Regions from separate parts of the Zea mays genome. Here region 1 is linked to region 2. Evidence: chromatin contacts called from public Hi-C data. All regions are on one chromosome and are shown on one strand. Each heading gives the region's core, a stretch centred on a gene start, on an enhancer-like site or on the middle of the called end of the contact. The rest is flanking DNA. Distances are from core to core; before and after follow the strand shown.

Evidence for each region. Hi-C and Micro-C count contacts between places; a contact is called where the count stands out from the background.
Region 1: a contact with region 2 is called in a Hi-C map of ear, with 2.0 times the contacts expected there. The contact joins the enhancer-like site here to the promoter of LOC100273692 in region 2. A contact is called at or near these places in 2 of 25 Hi-C or Micro-C datasets (ear and leaf).

The regions. Positions count from the first base shown.
Region 1 is chr8:33,741,931-33,745,649 of Zm-B73-REFERENCE-NAM-5.0, reverse strand. No RefSeq gene overlaps it. Among protein-coding and RNA genes, the nearest start is that of LOC109941971, 51 kb to the left of the region's middle. Within about 2 kb of position 2,074, at least 17 of the 20 cell types and tissues checked have an H3K27ac peak or open chromatin away from gene starts, as enhancers often do. A contact at or near this core is called in ear and leaf, where this site is marked.
Region 2 is chr8:33,477,741-33,482,051 of Zm-B73-REFERENCE-NAM-5.0, reverse strand. It overlaps LOC100273692, which reads right to left and starts at 3,002. Exons shown (of 13, transcript NM_001365756.1): 1 at 2,740-3,002; 2 at 303-446; 3 at 137-229. The coding sequence starts at 407.

The DNA of each region.
Region 1 (3,719 bases), core at 825-3,324, 260 kb before region 2:
TTTGATACATCATGGTACGTACGTAGCTGGCTAGCTCTATAGATTCACCCCTAGCTAGTAGAGAGGGGACCAAAAGAAAACTGAGAAAAAAGCGCGGGGTTAAAGGTGGGTAAAACAAGTGAAAAGCGAGAGAAGAAAAGGAGAAAAGGGTGAAAACTACGATCACCATCCAGCATAAAACCACACACATGCAGCAGAGCAGATAGCTGGAAGCTAACACAACTCGAGAAGCAAACCAAATGAAGCTTGCTCTGGCAGCTGCAAAAGCGCGTGCTTTCAGTCATTACTACAGAGTATGAAATTAGACGCGCGCACACTCTCAGTGACGAAGTTGCCAAAAAAATTGGTTACTGCATGATCTTGTCTTAGACCACCGTATATATTGACTTTATCTAAACCTACGATTGGTTGGTTGTATGTGAGAGGCGTGGACTGCATGACCGAATGCAAACAAATTATTTTGGACACTATGTAGCTGCATCCGCTTGTACCCCGTTTCGGGCGTGTCTGGCCGATCAGGTTCGCGCGAGTCTGGCTTCCCAGGCGCAACAAACCAATTAGTCATATTTCACGTGATTGGTTGCCTGACCGGCCATGCCTAGATTCGCAGTGTGTTGACCGCATGATTGGTTGCATACACGGTCCAAGCACAGCCTACACATGCAGATGTAGCCTAGGCGTTTTCCCACTTACACGCGCGGAGACGCGGGAGAGGGGCTTTCCAGATCGCTCAGGCTCACGCTGGCCTGGCTCTTACGGTGGACCAACCAACCACGCCTGTTAGGCTATCCTCAATGTTCTCACCTAAATTTCTCCCCCTATATGGCACTATGCAGCCACGTCAACAAGACTCTATCCTCTATAATTTGTTCACCCACAACGGTTCCTTCTAATAAATACTCCTCCTACACCCCACCATCCATATAAAATATTATTTTCCATACCTATTTATCACCTATTATTACTTTTTCTCCAACTAACAATCTCTACCGTACACAGAAAGCGAGTGAAGGGGGCTGGCACAGTGCCCCCTCTATCTGGCGTGTCTCTGTGTTTTCCTCTTCACATGTAGCGTCTAGAGGAGGCTTTAGGAGCGAGACTGGTTGCAACGCTTCACTCTACACCTCCCCTCCGCTAATCCTGTAGCAATTTAGCGTCACAACCACGGTGCAGCGCTGCCTCTACTCCCTCCCCTACCCCTTTGCTGCAAGCCACAACACGCCAGAGCAAGGGTGGACTATGCCAGCCCCCTTGCATCAAATTATGTGCACACCATTATTTATTAGTTGAGAAAAAATGATATTAGATGATGAAACGATATGAAAAATAATATTTAATAGTTTTAGTGGGTATAAGAGAAGAATTTAGGGGTAACTGTTGTGAAAGGGAGAAAAATAAAGGGTGGAATCTGTGTGACCAGTGGCGGAGGACGGAATAATAATTAGGTATGGTTGAAGAAGGATAAAAAAGAAAAAAACATGATGCAACACATAGGACTCGGACTTGCAACATATTGATTGCAGGCAGTATGCACTTACCACTACACCAAACATAATTTAGTAAGCCATAATGGGTACTCCGCCACTATGTGTGACGTGACACAAAAGTGAGATATAGGAGTGAAGTTTAGAGGAAACCGTTGCAGATAGTCCAAGCCCTTCTGCACTTAGCGGGAAGCTATAGCCCCTGCGGGAGCTACAGCAGATCGAGAGACACATGATGCAAACTGCAGAGCTTTTGTTGCGGATCGTACCAACATTCGGGTTTGGAATGAAGAAGCAGATGTATCGAAGAGCACCGATCGATATGCCTGCATGGTCTCTCTCTCTACATAATCCGAACAAAAACTGAGCAATCAACAAGATTTACACTCGCAATGAGCCAATGGCACATGCACGCGCGGCACTACAACTGGCGCGATATGACCGGTGCTACGAGATAGATCATGCAAGAATGCAGAGTTGGCGGGCGGCAGGCAGTGCCAGACTGCCAGTGCCAGTGTAATAGTATCTTGTACAGTACGTATATATACAGTGGAGTCCGCCGACCAGGGGGCAGCCGTAGGTGGGCTGCTACGTATTGCGTGACCGCGCGCGGTATTGGACTAGTGGTCCTGGCAGTTCTCTCCTTCCATGGCCGGGGCCGCGAGACCGCACGCGCTTTTAATTTGTGGACTCCCGGTTGACCTCGCCACCATGCACTACCCGTGTCGCTCGCGTGCGTGCACCGATCCGTCCAGCCACTATGGTATACAGTGTGTTGTTGATGTATAAAAAGAGATGGAAGTAGTGGATATAGTTTTTATAGCATTTAGATTAGAGTTAAGTGGGGATGAGGTAAACATCAGAGTAATTTTTTGGTGGCGACGTGATCCAAAAAATTGAAAGGATAGTGTTGCTACCGGCTAATCCTATTTGACCTCAAACCAAGCACATAATAAATTCGTGGTGCTAGACTATCTCTAATAGACTTCCCAATCACATTAAGAGCCCTTTGACATGACTTTTTTTTATGGCTCTAGCTCGGGCTCATCGTGAAGCCCTATCAAACAGTGACAAAAATAGCTTCTCGTTGTGAGCCCTTTGAAAGTCGGAGGCGTTTTATTGCTGTGAGCTCGAGCACAAAAAAATGTGGATGCTACCGGCTCCTACGTTTTCCACATACATCATTCGAAAAACATAGGAGAAGCTTTGCCAAACGAATTACAAAGCGGTTTCAGCTTCTCCGGAGAAGCCAATGAGTCAGAGTATTTAGAGAAGTTAGAGCCCTGCCAAAGAGGGCCTAACTATTTTAATTATTATTTCAAACTTTAATTTGCAAACAATGCAATGTACAGTTCAAAACAGTACTTTGCACAGCCGTTTACATGGCCTGCTGGAGATGGCCTAGACCCAAATTACCGGTTGGCACGGCTACAGGAAAGCATGTGGCGGACGACGATGTGCGCCACGACCGCAATCGACACAACAATATTTGAATGATATTTCCCACTTAAGAGCGGATGAAAATTAGTTTAGATCAAAATTACCTAATTTTATTCGGTATCTAACTTTTCAGATGGACTCTGTTAGATAAAATGTAACTCAAAAATTAGGAATTTTTATTGGCTTTGCTTAGCCAACAAAGACCAATTAATTTCTATCCACTAGCCATAGTCAATGAAAATTAACAATACATAAATGATCTTCGGTAATAACCGATAATGACTGAACAAGACTCAATAATTACCGGTAAATCTGATCGAGATTCAGTCATTAACAAAAATTACTAAGTGTCCTTCAGTAATTAGCGGCTTGGTGAAGTTCACCTAGGGTGACCAATAACGATACATAGACACATAAAGGAGGCTGGATCGACCCAACGTACGATTTTATAACATAGTTCACTTTTTTAACACTTTTTAATATGTATGTTGTGTCCTCGAACCTGAGATTGTCGCATGTACTCAATATATGAATTGACCTTCTTAGTAACTATCAAACACTACTCCGGTAGTTGAGGCGGCGACGGCGAGTGGTCAGTGGCGAATCTAGCCGAAAATATAATCTGGGTCATCAAGAGCGGCTTTGCTATATCATACAAGTTTTTATGAACTTTAACAGTGTTTTATTAAAAAAATTTATAAAATTTATCGGGGTCGGCTGACCCTGATAAACTTCCTAGATTCGCCCCTGCGAGTGGTCGTCCAACGGCGTGGGCGCGACACGGCCGACAATGAG
Region 2 (4,311 bases), core at 1,753-4,252:
TGAAAGGTTGTGGCATATAATAATGTCAATTTTTATCATTGTTCATAGATATGTTGCACAACCATCGCCACATCAAGTTGCACTAGGGACTAAACAGACATTTAAGGATTGCCCATGGCTGTGCTTTTTCTACTACCTGCCTCTGCTGTGAATTTCTTCCACCAACAGTCGTCACAATAGTATGACCAACCTCCATCCCATTGCCATTGACAACAACGGCTTCCACTTCCTGATAAATTTGCAAATAAACTCAACAAGTGATAGCAATAGATATCAAGTAATCTCTCCACTCCAATTTTTACCTTTTCATCCCTTATGCTCATCCCGTTCATCTCATCTGGCAATCGATCAGTGGTTCCACTGGTACTTGCTTCATAACCTGATGATAGTAGACCTACTGATGTCATATTGCCTCAGAAGGTACTATTGATCAAGTTCCTTGCTACCTGCAAAGAGCATCATTCTAGCAAATCACAAAACACAGTCTTTGCACCTAATCTGAGGAGAAAATTGTTGTTCAAAAACTAGATAACTTGTCTACACCACTACATGAATAAATTCTGCTAATCTCTTCAGACACAGATAAATGTTATTTTGTACCTTGATAGCTCCAATTTTGATGACTTTCTATCATGGTTTTCAAGTCGCCCGATTAGCTGGTCGAGTAGCAGGGGCGATCAGCCGACTAATCGTGATTAGGACAACGACTTGAACAATTAGTGGGTCCTGATCACCCCTGATCGTCCTGGTTTTCCAGGACATAATATATATATATATATATATATATATATATATATATATATATATATATATATATATATATATATATATATATATATATATATATATATATATATATATATATATATATATATATATATATACATACATATATATACATATATACATATATATACATATATATATATACATATATATATATATTTGTGCACATTTATTATACATACTATGCAGCGCGCACGTGCGTGGTATACAGAATTCAGATGGAACAAGACAGTAGCATATGAAATGTGAATGGATAAAGGATGGTGATCAGCATCAGGACAGGAACAAGAGAACATGTGAGTGTGAAAAGGATGTACAACAGACTAGCAGAGAACCAGTGAAGAACTCCTTTGAACAAGAGAACTCGTGAACAAATAACAAAAGAAGATCTGGAGTGAACCGGGAGTTTGTAGTCTGTACTTCAGAACAGGAGCTCATCTTTGGGATGGATTTGCTGCCGCCACTAGTGAGAGGGATCTAGAGAGGAGGGGCAAGAGAGAATGGTCGCTGCTGAGAGAGAACTAGAGAGGAGGGGCAAGAGAGAACAACCGCCGATGAGAGGGAACTGGATAGCTGGGCAACAACTGAAGGGTTGTGCACTCGTGCGAAACTGGAGAGGTGTTAGTGGTGGCTGTTCATATGGAATTGTAGCTAGGCCGAAAATAGGAGACCCAAATAAGCCTAACACACCTGGTCGGTTTCTAGTCCAAAACGGAGAACTAATTGAGATCAGTCGCCGCTTAATCGGACGACTGGACGATTAGCACACCTAATCGAGTCGATACTCCTAATCGCCCCCTTAATAACCGATTTAGATGACTAATTGTGGTTAGTCATACAACTTGAAAACAGTGCTTTCTATAGCAATAGCATGCAAAACCTATTAGAGTTATAATATATCGGAAGCAATATCAAATTGAATATAGCCACAAAACATTTGCGACCTTGCTCATCACAAGTTAAAACAACTATAAGAATTTTGCTGCTCAGACTTCAAATAGTTCGGCGGCACACATTATTATTAGTTTCACTACACACACTACAATATGTCACTTATTTTATTGGATAAAGATAATAGTTGCCTCCATGATTTAGAAGGTCACCCAAGGCAGGCTGGGCACACCGTATTGCCTAGGCAGGAAGACCCCAGCAATAGTAAAATCCAGCAAGAATGTTGCTAAAGACATCACCTTTTGCACTGATTATAAAACGATGGCCACAATTATAAGCAACTTTGTTTTGCAGAGTTACCCAGGGAACAAGAATTGATAGCTGCTTCTGTTTTTAGAGGTGGAAGATAGAACCTCTTTGATACCCACTTACGGTCTGTTTGGATGAGCTAGGGGTAGTTACTGGTCGGGCTAAAAATTAGCTCAAATTAGCTGAGTTTGAATAGCTAGTTGGCTAACAACTAGTTGAAAACTTAGCTAAAGAATAAGCTCACCTATTACTAAGCTATTAGTTTTCTTACTTGGATGCACTAAGGCTAATTTTTAGCTAGCTAGTAAATAGTTCGTGTATCCAAACAGGCCTATGGAATGATACAAGAAAGCATCCAGCAGTGAACTATATAAGAACTAGGTCTTTCGACCACAATGACTTTAAAAACTGAGTTCTTTTTTATCAATGAATCATCGCAATTAACCTACCAACAACGGGAATATGAGAATATGGGTTTCCACACCTCTTGACCAAATCACATACTAATTAAGAGAATAGTCCCTACAACATAAATCAAGAAGCCTCCGATCCCCAAATCAACTACAAAGATCAAATGGGCAGTGAGTGCTCCAAAGAAACACATCACAACACCTCTACGGCCTCCCGTGATATTTGTGTGATAGCATAATACAGATCGGATTCGAACCGTCCTCGGCCGAAGTCTGCTGAATTCCCACGCCCCCAATAAATAATTCGACCAAAAATTCACAGGAAAGGACTGTTGGGACTTACCAGATCAGAGAATTTCCTTAGTGCTGAGCAACTACAATCGACGGGTTGAGGAAAAGATTCTATACCAATCCGTTGGGCTCTCCCATCTACACCCTTGCTCTTGTGGTGCCCGATTCGAAGGGGCAGCAGAGGAGCAGAGGCGGCGGCGCAGTTATTGGAAGCGGGGCAGGGCTGTCCACAAGACCACAAGCGACCTCAGTCCTCAGATGCACAGGCTCGACCCCAGCAGAAAGTTGAGCCGAGCCAGCTTAACCTTCGAGTTCGAACTTCCAGTCAGGCTCGACTCCGGCTCGAGATAGGCTCCGGCCGGATGGTCACGACCATCCGGCCGGAGCCTATCTCGAGCCGGAGTCGAGCCTGACTGGAAGTTCGAACTCGAAGGTATAGGTGTACATTCGGGCCACCCGGCCCGGCCCGGCCCAAGCCCGAAAAGACCTGTATTGTTTGAATTTCGGGCCGGCCCGGCCCGTTTGAATTTTGGGCCGTGCCGGGCCGGCCCATGGGCCTAGCCCTCGGCCCACGGCCCGACCCGTAATTGCTTAAACGTGCCGGGCTCATTTCGGGCGGCCCGAAATTACAAAAGCCCGAAATTCACATTAGGGCCCGAAATTCAATTTTTGGCCCGAAATTCAGTTTTGGCCCAAAATTCACATTAGAGCCCTAAATTCAAAAAAATAATAAAACAAATAAAAGATAAGACAAATAAATTTGAATAAAATCAAACTTAATATTTGTATTAAAGTTACCACAGCTATGCAATGACTACCTCATTTATAAATCATTTTGTTAGAACGAAAAAGAGTATAATCAGCTCTATACAAAGTTCGTAAGTTCAATTTATTGTCTAATGTTCATAACAAAAGCAAAATTACATCACACACTCTAATTCAAAGCTACAAAAAACATCTAACTAGCATTATCTCTAGCTTTGTGTTCTTTATCAAGTATATGAAAGTGTGGAATGAAGTGTGGTTTTAATAAATATATGGGCCTTTTCGTGCCTCTATATGGGCCATTTCGTGCCTGCCTTAAACGGGCCGTGCCCGTGCCCGTCCATGGGCCGTGACCTCGGCCCAAACCCGGCCCGATATAACGGGCCATGCCGGCCCGGCACTAAATTATTTCGGGCCGTGCCGTGCCTGGGCCGTGCTTTTTTTTCCGTGCTTCGGGCCGGCCCATCAGGCCCGGCCCAAATGTACACCTATAGTCACGCTCACGCCTCACGCCCCACTGCCCTGTTGCCGTCGTGGAAGATGGAGTCGGTCTTCGAGCACTTTATGTCGTTAGCAAATTCTCTGTATTATTCCCTATTTTAATTCTTATTATAAACTTAACTCTGCAAACAGTATGTCTATAGTGTAAAATGATACTTTGTACGATTAAATACAAGGCCTGCTAGAGATACCTTAGTCTAGTCCAACCCATATATCTTCTATCTTTTATCTTCTACTCTACTAAAGCACGAGTTTTCTGTAATTGGTTGTCGCCGAGGCCAGCGCACCCGAGGGACGCTTGGACAGCGCGACAGCGTCGCCACTGGAGGCATGGTCCGTTGGCCGCCATGGTCGTGTG